Regions from separate parts of the Rattus norvegicus genome. Here region 2 is linked to region 1. A link is a contact called in public Hi-C data. All regions are on one chromosome and are shown on one strand. The core of a region is the stretch at or near the end of the contact, and the rest is flanking DNA. Distances in the headings are between cores, read along the strand shown. Region 1 has its middle 79 kb from the start of Kctd12. Region 2 holds the start of Kctd12 (potassium channel tetramerization domain containing 12).

The links. A called contact is a pair of places that touch in the nucleus more often than the background predicts.
Region 2: a contact with region 1 is called in a Hi-C map of liver, with 6 times the contacts expected there. The contact joins the promoter of Kctd12 here to the enhancer-like site in region 1. A contact is called at or near these places in 5 of 12 Hi-C or Micro-C datasets (Schwann cells, frontal cortex, kidney and 2 more).

The regions. Positions count from the first base shown.
Region 1 is chr15:86,139,057-86,144,172 of GRCr8, reverse strand. No RefSeq gene overlaps it. Among named protein-coding and RNA genes, the nearest start is that of Kctd12, 79 kb to the left of the region's middle. Within about 2 kb of position 2,877, at least 31 of the 93 cell types and tissues checked have an H3K27ac peak or open chromatin away from gene starts, as enhancers often do. A contact at or near this core is called in liver, where this site is marked.
Region 2 is chr15:86,218,058-86,223,337 of GRCr8, reverse strand. It overlaps Kctd12 (potassium channel tetramerization domain containing 12), which reads left to right and starts at 2,613. Exons shown (of 1, transcript NM_001399515.1): 1 at 2,613-5,280. The coding sequence starts at 2,811. The coding sequence ends at 3,794.

The DNA of each region.
Region 1 (5,116 bases), core at 1,628-4,127:
CTTCTTAAAAGATTGGAGGCTGTTGACTTGCGATTGCTTATAAGTGTAAAATTATTTTAAAGGTTAAAAATAGACTTCCAATTTATAAATTTTCTGTGCTATTACTTCAAAGCCTTATTTATTCTCACTAAAAGCACTTAGCAAACCATCATTGCAGTAAAAGGAAATCAGTGTCCTAAGTGCACGTTAGAATGAGGGCCCCGGCTGGCAGTCGTGATGTGTGATCTGTGGACTCTGCACACCATTAGCTGTTTGCAGCCATGCTCACGGTCACTTAAGTCTATCTAATTGCTTGGGAAACCAGAGGTGATTTTTGTGTTACATAGAGAATATTCTTGAGAAAAAGTTTCTGGGATTTCAAAAAGTATTTGCAGGCCCGAGAGCCTTCTGGGAGAGACACTTGCTGTACAAGTGTTTGGTAGTTTTCCCGTTCACGGTTTCTACCTCTGTTTCATTCTCAGATTAGGTATGGTTATTTAGTGAGCCAGGCCCTGCATGGCCCCTCTGATCATGCTCTGTAGGTTTGACTGAGGGACTGGGCAAGGGGTAGCCAGGCAGTGAGTCCCCTGGTGAGCAGGCTCTCTGTGCGAGCTATCCAGCTATCCCTCCCCCAGTGGGTACTAGACTTTAGTCCATCACACCTGCTGGGAAGCTTCTCTCTCCAGCCAGTGAATTTGGCTTTGAGCTTGATAAACTATGACTCAGAGCTGGTTGGTTCCTGGGAAGCAGGAGATGTTTCTGGGCGAACAGATTCTTCTCCTTGATGCAGTTGATTCCTGAAGCCACTGAACATCTCCTGACACTTGATCCCTTTATCTACTACCAGCAAAGGAAGCCATTTTATAGGACCCCTGTTATCTCTATCCCCTGGGTGACCTTCTGTAACAGCTCTCTGTTGGACAATTTCAGTAAAGCACCGTCAGTGTTTTTCTAGGATAGTTCCTGGTCCTTATACCATCATCACCATCCTCGTCATCATCATCATCCTCATGATCATCATTCTCATCACCACCACCACCACCACCATCATTACCACCACCTCTCACCATCATCTCCACCACCATCATTTTCTTCATTGTAAAGATTATATGTTTATTAGGCACCTAATGACGAGTGACTTTTATACTGAGTCGAAGTTAAAGATGCAAACTTCTTTTTTTTTTTTTCTTTTCTATTTTTCGGAGCTGGGGACCGAACCCTAGGATTGTCACTCAAGCAGACGCAGTGACACACACTTATGTTTATAGGTATGGCATAAGCAGAAATCAAGCTGCTACCAGCCAGTCTGGGTTGCTCATTACAGACTAGATCCATAACTGGCTCATGAAGAGAACCTCTAAGAGTCATAAAGAAAAGGAGGCGGTTGGCCTTTTTTTGGTTAGTATTTTAGGCCAACAGTGATGATAACTACAGTTTGTCTTTGGTGATTTTTGGCTTTCTGTGATTAAGGAGAATGTAAAGTGGGCAGTAGTACTGGAATTTCTGGGTTTTGTTTGTTTTTGTTTTTGTTTTTTTTTATTTTTTTATGCTTTAAGAGAAGGAGACATGAGGGGGTCAAATGAGCTCTGTACAGCTTTGACCCCAGCTGTACCAGAGATGGTGAAAGGAACAGCCTAGTGTAAAGAGACCAGACCAGAATCATGCCTGGACCCGAATCATAGCTCTGTTCCCAGATACAAGATCTGGGTCAAAACACACAGCCAGAAATTCCTGGTCTTCACTTTCCCTCTGTTTGCTGGGAGTAAAAACCCCTGAAGCTCTAGGGGTGTTAGACCATTTTGTACCCTGAAGATAACCAACTTACAAAGCAAAAAAGGGAGTCCCGGGACTTAGTTCAGTAGGTGGTGAACCTGCCTAACATGTGTAAGGCCCTATGATCCCTAGGTCCACACAGACCCAGCATGATGACACATTTCTGTAATATCCACACAAGGAGAACACGAGGCAAAGGTCATCCTCAGTCACAGGGCAAGTTTAAGGCCAGCCTGGGATACATGGGATCCTGTCTGGAAAACAAGGAGAGCTAAGCTTATTGTTGCTTCCAGTTTTCAGCATTCCTGTTGCTTTGGTTTCGTGGTACGGTGGCATGTCTTGGTGGGACGACACAGTGGAGCAAAATGGCTAACTTCAGGAAGTGGAGGAGGGAGCAGGCAAGAGGAGAGAGAGAGTAGAAGAGGAAGAAGGAAAAGAGAAAGAGGAAGAGACTCTCTCTCACTTCCCCTTATCCTTCTTAAAGATGCACCCAGTGACCTAGGGACCTGCCACCCAAACTCCATCCTTTAAAGATCCTACCACCTCTGAGAGCATCCTGAGGTCTTTGAGGGACATGATGATCCAAACCATAGCTCCAAGTAGATGCCAGAGAGCAGCCATTGTTTTCTCTGTACAGCAGAAGGAACAAGGGACGTTTAACAGATGGGGGACCTACACGAAACATTTTAGAGGCAAGAAATTCCCTGTGAATATGTGTTTCCTAAAGACAGTGTAGTCCCAAGTGCAAATCTACAGATATATAATCTGAAGAAGCTTTAAAAAATCCTAAAAAGAAAAAAAAAACCCTTATTAAAACCCACCTTAAATTAGTGCGGATTATGTCTGTCATCAGCAGAGAAATCTCTCTCACATCTTTGACTAGTGGCCATGAGGGTGGCAGGACGGGCTTGGGGTTGTTCGCAGATGTTGCAACCTTGAAACGTTCAGTGCTGCCACTCTGTGTGTGGGTTTCCATGCTGGACCACAATTTCCCTTTTACGAGTTTCCCCGTGGTTGTGCTGCAGCAACAGGCTGAGCTGCAAAGAGACACAGTTGTCTAAAACGTACCTCGTCTGCACCTAGAGAGGGCGTTGAGTTTTGTCCCCACTCCAGACCATTCAGCTGGCACTTGCGCAAACAGGTCTTTTGGGCGGAGCAGGCCAGATGCCTTGGGAGGCCTGTGGTTAGTACAGAGTCTCATAGCTCCTGTTCAGAGAAGCCTTAGGCTAGATGTTCTCCAACTCTTCCATGATTAGATATCTCCCCTTCCTCATTCCTCTTTGTAAACGACAGGGTGAGGCATAGAAGTAGAGAGGTTTTGGAGACCTGGATTCTAGCCTGGCTCTGCCTGGTGTAATGCCGGGTCTCCCTACGCTCTCTCCAGGATAGTGTTTTCATCATAGAAGGTAGGCAGAGATCCTTCTATGTTTAGTTGCCCTCACTTTTCATTGCTGGGGCACATAGAACCTGACTCAGTGGTCTCACAAGATCCCAAATACAGAGGCTGTGGCTCTCCGCGGGGAGCCAGTACTTCAGTGCGCATGCCCAGTGTCCTACGTGTTTGCTGCCCAGTCTGGCACAGTGGTTTCCTGTTTGTTTCACCATTTTCAGTACAGAGCAGAGGGTGCAGGGAGCACTATGTTCAGGAAGGAAGTGAGAGGATTGAATGTGGCAGCAACTGGGACAGCTTTTTTTTCTTTTCCTCCAGAGGATGAGCAAGGAGGTCAGAGTATCAAAATATTTCCATTTGCTTGTTAGAAAAACAGAGCGGGTGGGTTGCTGTATGGCAGAAAGCAAGCACCAGTTCTTGTTGACAGGAGTTAGGGCTCCAGGCACACTGCTTTCTGAGAACTTCCCACTTTGCGATAGGACTCTCGCACATAGCATTTCAGTAGAAATCACTCAGCTCAGAGTGGGGCGTGGTGCCCCAGCTGCGGGCCTTCCCACTTGGACAGGCCCGTCGTTCACGCGCATGTCTCCTTGTGTGTTGGGAAAGCAGAGTTTACATGACACCTACAGTTCCACACATGGGCTTTTGTCCCCACAGCGAACTTCATACCCAGTGTGGGGAGCAGCAGCTCAGACATGAGATGGGTCAATACAGGGGAGCAGAAATGATGGGCCAAGCAGTTTGTTATAAAAATACCTAGGGTACCTAAGGGATGCTGGGAGTGGGAGAAATAGACTTCCCCAGGGATGAGCACACCGACTGACTAGTCAGTAACTAACGGTCATCTCCGAAAACACGGGTACAGATAATAGATTGGACAGGTTGCATTTATGTTACATACATACATACATACATACATACATACATACATACATACAACTATACACAAACATGCACATAACGTATTTAACAATTAACATAAAAAAAGTCATGGGTTTGAAAGAAAGTAAAAAGGAGTCTATGCGAGGGGTTGGAGAGAGGAAAGGGAAGAGGAAATGATGTAATTGTAGTTTCAAAAAATAAAAGAAATAATACATAAACACTCCGATTATGTCATCTTCATAATCTAGACATCCCAGACACATTGCTTGGTTTTGTAAATACAGACACACTTAAAACAATGAGATTCTGTGACCCCTAACGTCCCCTGCCTCAGGCCGATGGGCCAAGTTCTTTTTCTTCAATGGGTTCTTGGAAATGACTACTGTCGGCAGCACAGAGTGCGTGAAGTGGCAAATGGAATTGCAACCTATTCCTCCAGGAGCAAGGGTGAGACATGGACAGAGACTTTTTTGTTCTTACTCCAGTAACTTTCTAACTGTCACAGCCAGGGGATCACAGAATTTGATGCTTTTGCTGCTCAGTGCTCCGGGTGAAATTCAGTCCAAATTGCTACAGTTAGAGAAGCGAACTTAGTTCCTTCCTTTAGAGAGGCAGGGAGAAGAAATTCCAATTTTCTGCCTCAGCTCAGTGCATCCTGCCTGAAGGGCCGTGGGGCCTGGATGCTGATCTGGCCACCGACTCGGTTTGGGAGGGAAGATGGGTATCAGCAGATTTTCAGGCTCAGCCCTAGTGTGGAAACAGATGCCCCAAAGCAGAACAGAATCCTCTCCGACCACGGTCTTGGCTGCCGCCACAGCTCGCATGGCCACCATCTGCTATAGTAATGCCTCCCCACCCCCCAGCGACACTCCTTGCTTCTGGTAACCTTCCCATGTGAGTAGTATCACTGATCTGGGAGACTGAAAGCTATAAATAATAGCTTTAGCAGCCTAGCTCTAGCCAAGAGCAGACTCCTTCCTCTCTAGGAAAGGGAGAAGTAGGCTGTTACCTTCGTCTGTTCCTTTCCCCCTCTTACCATTTGTCTCTTATCAATTTCCTTCCGTGCACTAGCTCCTGGTGCTGTCTTGGCTT
Region 2 (5,280 bases), core at 1,364-3,863, 79 kb before region 1:
AACAGTGTGTGTGTGTGTGTGTGTGTGTGTGTGTGTGTGTGTGTGTGTGTCTAGTCTAAGCTCTAAGAGGGCAGTGATTAATTTGAACTCACTTCCTGGAACACGGTGGTAGCCCTTGAATGAATATAGATGGAATAGGTGATTGAGTGGTGTATTTATCAAGTGATTACAGAGCCTCAGCTGTGTTCTAGATATTAGGGATACAGTAATGAATGACGCTGACAGCCATCGCTGACCTCTTGGGATCTTACATTCTAATACAGGGAGAGAGACTTTCAACCAATAGGGCAGAGAAGGAAAAGCTGTTGGACTAAGGCTGTGTATCATTAAACAGGGTAGTGGGCAAAGGGGACCTGGGGAAGGGAAGAAGGGAAGTGTGTGTGTGTGTGTGTGTGTGTGTGTGTGTGTGTGCACCAACAACCTAAGAAACCAGCACCCTCTTTGCAAAGAGTTGTGGGACAGGCCAGAGAAGCGCGAGTGGGTCAGCAACAAGCATGTGTCTGTCACGTCATTAGGACTTTGGTTTTGCTCTTTCGTGACGTGGGAAGGCGCACCTGATGTAGGGTCTGACTGGATTCTCCTCTTTGCTCCAGAGATAGAAGACTGATGGGTTGTAGGCCAGAGGCAGTCTGGAGGTCCAGGCAATGACCAAGCAGGAGGTGACGTTAGCTTGGTCCTGAGGGGTGGTGGGGAGGTAGTGACATCCCTAAGTCGGGAAGGATCTTGAAGGGAGCCATGGCAGCATAGGCCGAAACAATAAACAAAAGTAATGACCCAGTTGTGCCAAGGTGACACCAAAGTCTTCTCTTGGACTTACAGAAAAGTGACAGTTTAGTCAGGCCTGAGACGCCGATCTATCACAGTCAGTGTTGGGAGAAGGAACTTTCCAGTCATCTGTCATTTATCCCAAGGAACAGAATAAAAATGGTGAAACATATTCAGTATCAAAAATCTGTGCCTGCAATTAAGCAGGCTGGTCTGGGGCCTGATTTTACTTCAGCTCTGTGGCATGAGTCGCAGTAATTGCTTGGCAGACATAAACATTTGCAGAAATGAAAGTGACACTCGTCCGTGAGAAGACGATCAAGCTCATTGGACAGTCACACAAAGGGTAGACATCGTTATTAAGACAAAGATCTTTCTGGGCTTATTGTGATTGACAGCCTGTCCTTCAAAGTGATCTGATAACTGTTCAGATGGTCAACCCTTTGCCTCTTGGCTGCTCGAAAGGAGATGTTGCTATTCAGCCTTGAATTCTCCACAGCCTGATGCCCCGCAATGCATAGGAGCATTTATTAACCTCGTGGTTTCCTGGAGCCTCCTCTATCCAGGGCTCCTTGAACCCTTTACTTATTTATTTGCCAAAATCAGCGATCAGATAACACTCCCACGTGCCACGTGCAGAGATGGAAATTTGAAGAGCAACCTGCCTCTCCCTCTGCGAGAAACACAGAAGGCTTCCCGGCGGAGGCAGAGTTCTGTGGACTGCAATTTGTGCGTGACTGCAAACGCTGAGCTAGTAGGAGACCATAGAGAGCAGGGCTGGACCTAAAGGGCCTTCAAACACATCCTCTTCTCTGGTGGGCGGTCTGGCCAAGCACAGAAGAGAAAGACGGAGGGAGGAGAACACGGGCTGCTGGACTTTTAAAATAGCTCTTCGGGGCTGAAAGTCATTTTTTTTTTGTATATGTGCATTAAAATTTCAAGGAACAAATAAAATATTAGTAGAATTTTAGTAAAATAATTAGATACTAATAAAATCAGTAAAAGAAAATATTAGATTGGAATTTTCTGGTGAAATTCACAGAAAGGAACTGGATGCCTCGCAGTCCGCTCTTGGAGGCACTTAGTAGTTTTCATGGCGACGTAGTACCAGCCCCCCACCTTTTGTGCCCACCCAACTTCCTCTCCTAGTCATTTCTGTACTATGTTGAAGTTTCCTAACCAGAGACTTTATGCACTCGTAAAATAATCTAACAGAGCATTTTCGCGAAGCATCCTCTTGTGGTTGCTAGGGATTTTTCGAGGCTATACGGTAGTCACGTGAAAAACCTTTGGGTGCTCTGGGTTTGGAGGGACCCCCGCGTCCCTTCAGAACTTCCAGAGCCCCAGGGATGGATGTTCTACAGCAGCGCTCTGCACTGTTAGAAGCCTGTAGGTCTAGAGGGCGCTAGCCGCAGGCAACCAAGCTTTTCGACTCTGCCAGAAAGTTTCCAACCCCTTCTGGAGTCCCCGGGTGCGGGCTGCGGTCAGCCGAGAAGGGCGGCAGGAGGGGAGGTGGGGACACAAGATGTTCGCTTTAGAGAACAGCCTCCTGGGGAAGCGCCGAGGCTCTGACCCACTGCGGAGGAAGAAGAGGAGCTGGGTTGGGGCGGGCGGTGACAGCCGGGTCGCCCCTCGGAGCGCGCGGGTCAGGGTGGAGCCTGCTGCCCGGAGCCGCGTCAGCGTTTAGCATGCAAATGCATTCCCCGCTCCTCCCCCACCCCCACCCCGCCCCAGCCCTCCCCGCCCCGGGAGCGAGCTCAGCGGCTCCGCAGCCGCCCACGCCTCCTGCGCGCCGCGGCGCCCGAGCGGGCGGCTCTACTTAAGCGGCGCGCGGGCCGCGACCCGCCACTCGCCTGGAGCGCGCGGGCGAGGCGGGCGCAGCGCACCGGGGCTCTCGTGGGCGCACTGCTGCGCGCTCGCTCCGCGCGGCTCTCCGTGGCCAGCCGCCGCCTGAGCGCAGGGCTCCCGGGCTAAGAGCCGCTGCGGCTTCTGATCGCGACCCCGCTCCCTGCCACTTGGCACAGCCCGGCCACCTCTTTTTGGCCATGGCTCTGGCGGACAGCACCCGAGGATTACCCAACGGGGGCGGAGGCGGAGGTGGCAGCGGCTCGTCGTCGTCCTCAGCGGAGCCGCCGCTCTTCCCGGACATCGTGGAGCTGAACGTGGGAGGGCAGGTGTATGTGACCCGGCGCTGTACCGTGGTGTCCGTGCCCGACTCGCTGCTCTGGCGTATGTTCACGCAGCAGCAGCCGCAGGAGCTGGCCCGGGACAGCAAAGGCCGCTTCTTTCTGGACCGGGATGGCTTCCTCTTCCGCTACATCCTGGATTACCTGCGGGACTTGCAGCTCGTGCTGCCCGACTACTTCCCGGAGCGCAGCCGGCTGCAGCGCGAGGCCGAGTACTTCGAGCTGCCGGAGCTCGTGCGACGCCTCGGGGCGCCCCAGCAGCCCGGTCCGGGGCCACCGCCGCCGCACTCGCGCCGCGGGGTGCACAAGGAGGGCTCACTGGGCGACGAGCTGCTGCCGCTGGGCTACGCGGAGCCGGAGCCGCAGGAGGGCGCCTCGGCCGGGGCGCCGTCGCCCACGCTGGATCTGGCTAGCCGTAGCCCGTCCGGGGGCGCGGCGGGCCCCCTGCTCACGCCGTCCCAGTCTTTGGACGGCAGCCGGCGCTCGGGCTACATCACCATCGGCTACCGCGGCTCCTACACCATCGGGCGCGACGCTCAGGCGGACGCCAAGTTCCGGAGGGTGGCGCGCATCACCGTGTGCGGCAAGACGTCGCTGGCCAAGGAGGTGTTTGGGGACACCCTGAATGAGAGCCGGGACCCCGACCGGCCCCCGGAGCGCTACACCTCGCGCTATTACCTCAAGTTCAACTTCCTAGAGCAGGCGTTCGATAAGCTGTCGGAGTCAGGCTTCCACATGGTGGCGTGCAGCTCCACCGGCACCTGCGCCTTTGCTAGTAGCACCGACCAGAGCGAGGACAAGATCTGGACCAGCTACACCGAGTACGTCTTCTGCAGGGAGTGAGCTCCCCACGCCCCTCGCCACTCCGGAGCCCACTTCCCTTCCTCCCCGCGGGGGATAGGATTATAGATACCCTCGCTCCTTCCCTGTCTCCCCATTCCTTCTGCCCCGCCCCCAGGCCCCCAGTAGCTCGCCCAGACCCGTCTGCTCCCCACTTGAGAATCTGCAGCCACAAATCCTCTGGGCTTCTTCGTCTTCTTTGGACCCCACTAACCGAGAGAGTGCCCAGATGTAGCCCTTCACTCACGCTTCCTCTACTCCGGGCCTCCAAACACCCTTCCCCCCAGATTGTCGTGATCTAGTGGGGCAGTGCGGGAGCAGTCGCCAAGTATCTGGGAATGACTGAGTTGCTCAGACCCCGACTGCACGGTGTCTGGCGTGCAGTGAGGACAAGTCCTTGAAATCTTAAACCCTTTGACTCCATAGCGGTTTTCAGAGATCAGAACTGAGAGCGCTGTGTGGAGACAGTGTTTTAAAACGTTGTTACGGACTTGATCCTCATTAGAAAGATAAAAGTTTTAGACAACCGAAAGGAAAACCGTAAGTTGGAATTAAGACCCCATGGAGGCAGTTCAAAGACTGTAAATAAAGTGCTTTTTTTGTTTTTTAAAGTTACAGGTAGAAGTAAATTCTAGTACTGGCAATAGATCTCCTGTGGCTTAAAATTGTAGAAAGCAATCCTCCTGCCTGCGGAGGCGCCCTTTCTCTTCAGCTACTTGCCTGAGCTCTAGGTTTTGTTGGTTAAGTCAGTACTTCTAGGCTAGGAGCAAGGAGCAGGGGGCAAGGTTGCCTAGGCCCGCGGTGACCAATTAATACAGGAATGGTTAGTAGGGTCAGACAGCCCTTACTTAGGTCTAGGACTGTGGGAGGGTTGGGGAGGGAGGAAAGAGGGGAGGAAGGGCGGGAGGGAGGAGGGGACATACTCATTTATTATTTGAGAGTTGGACGTTTGTATGATCCACTTGAGTACGTGCACATTTAAAAAAATATGAAACAGTACGTGTAAACTTAGATTTTATCAAGGTTAGTAAAAGACCTATCTTCAGCTGGAAGTCTATCGAGCCATTTTGAGTCCTAAACTTAGTTGCTAATACCCGTCTAACCTAACCAAAGAGTTACCTAGTAGAATTTTAGTGCTTTGAACATTTATTTTCTTGTTGGTTGTATTTCCTCATTTTTAGCCTATTTACTTAAGCAAAAATAAGTTCGATTTTAGTTACTTAGACTTAAGATCTCTTACTATTATTATTATTAGTAGTAGTAGTATTTTTAAATTGCTGTTTTCTGCAAGCCCAGCAAGTGTGGACTCCTAGGCAGTTCTGAAAACCGGAACAAGGCTCGCTCGCCCTTTCATGCGTTTGCTTGACGTTGCAGTGGAATCTGCTCCTGTCAGAGCTGAAGACAAACGGAAGCGCCCTGGGAGCTGCCCATCTGTAGAGAGCTGTGAAGTGGGATGTTCTTTAAATGAAGGCAAACAAATACTTCAGTG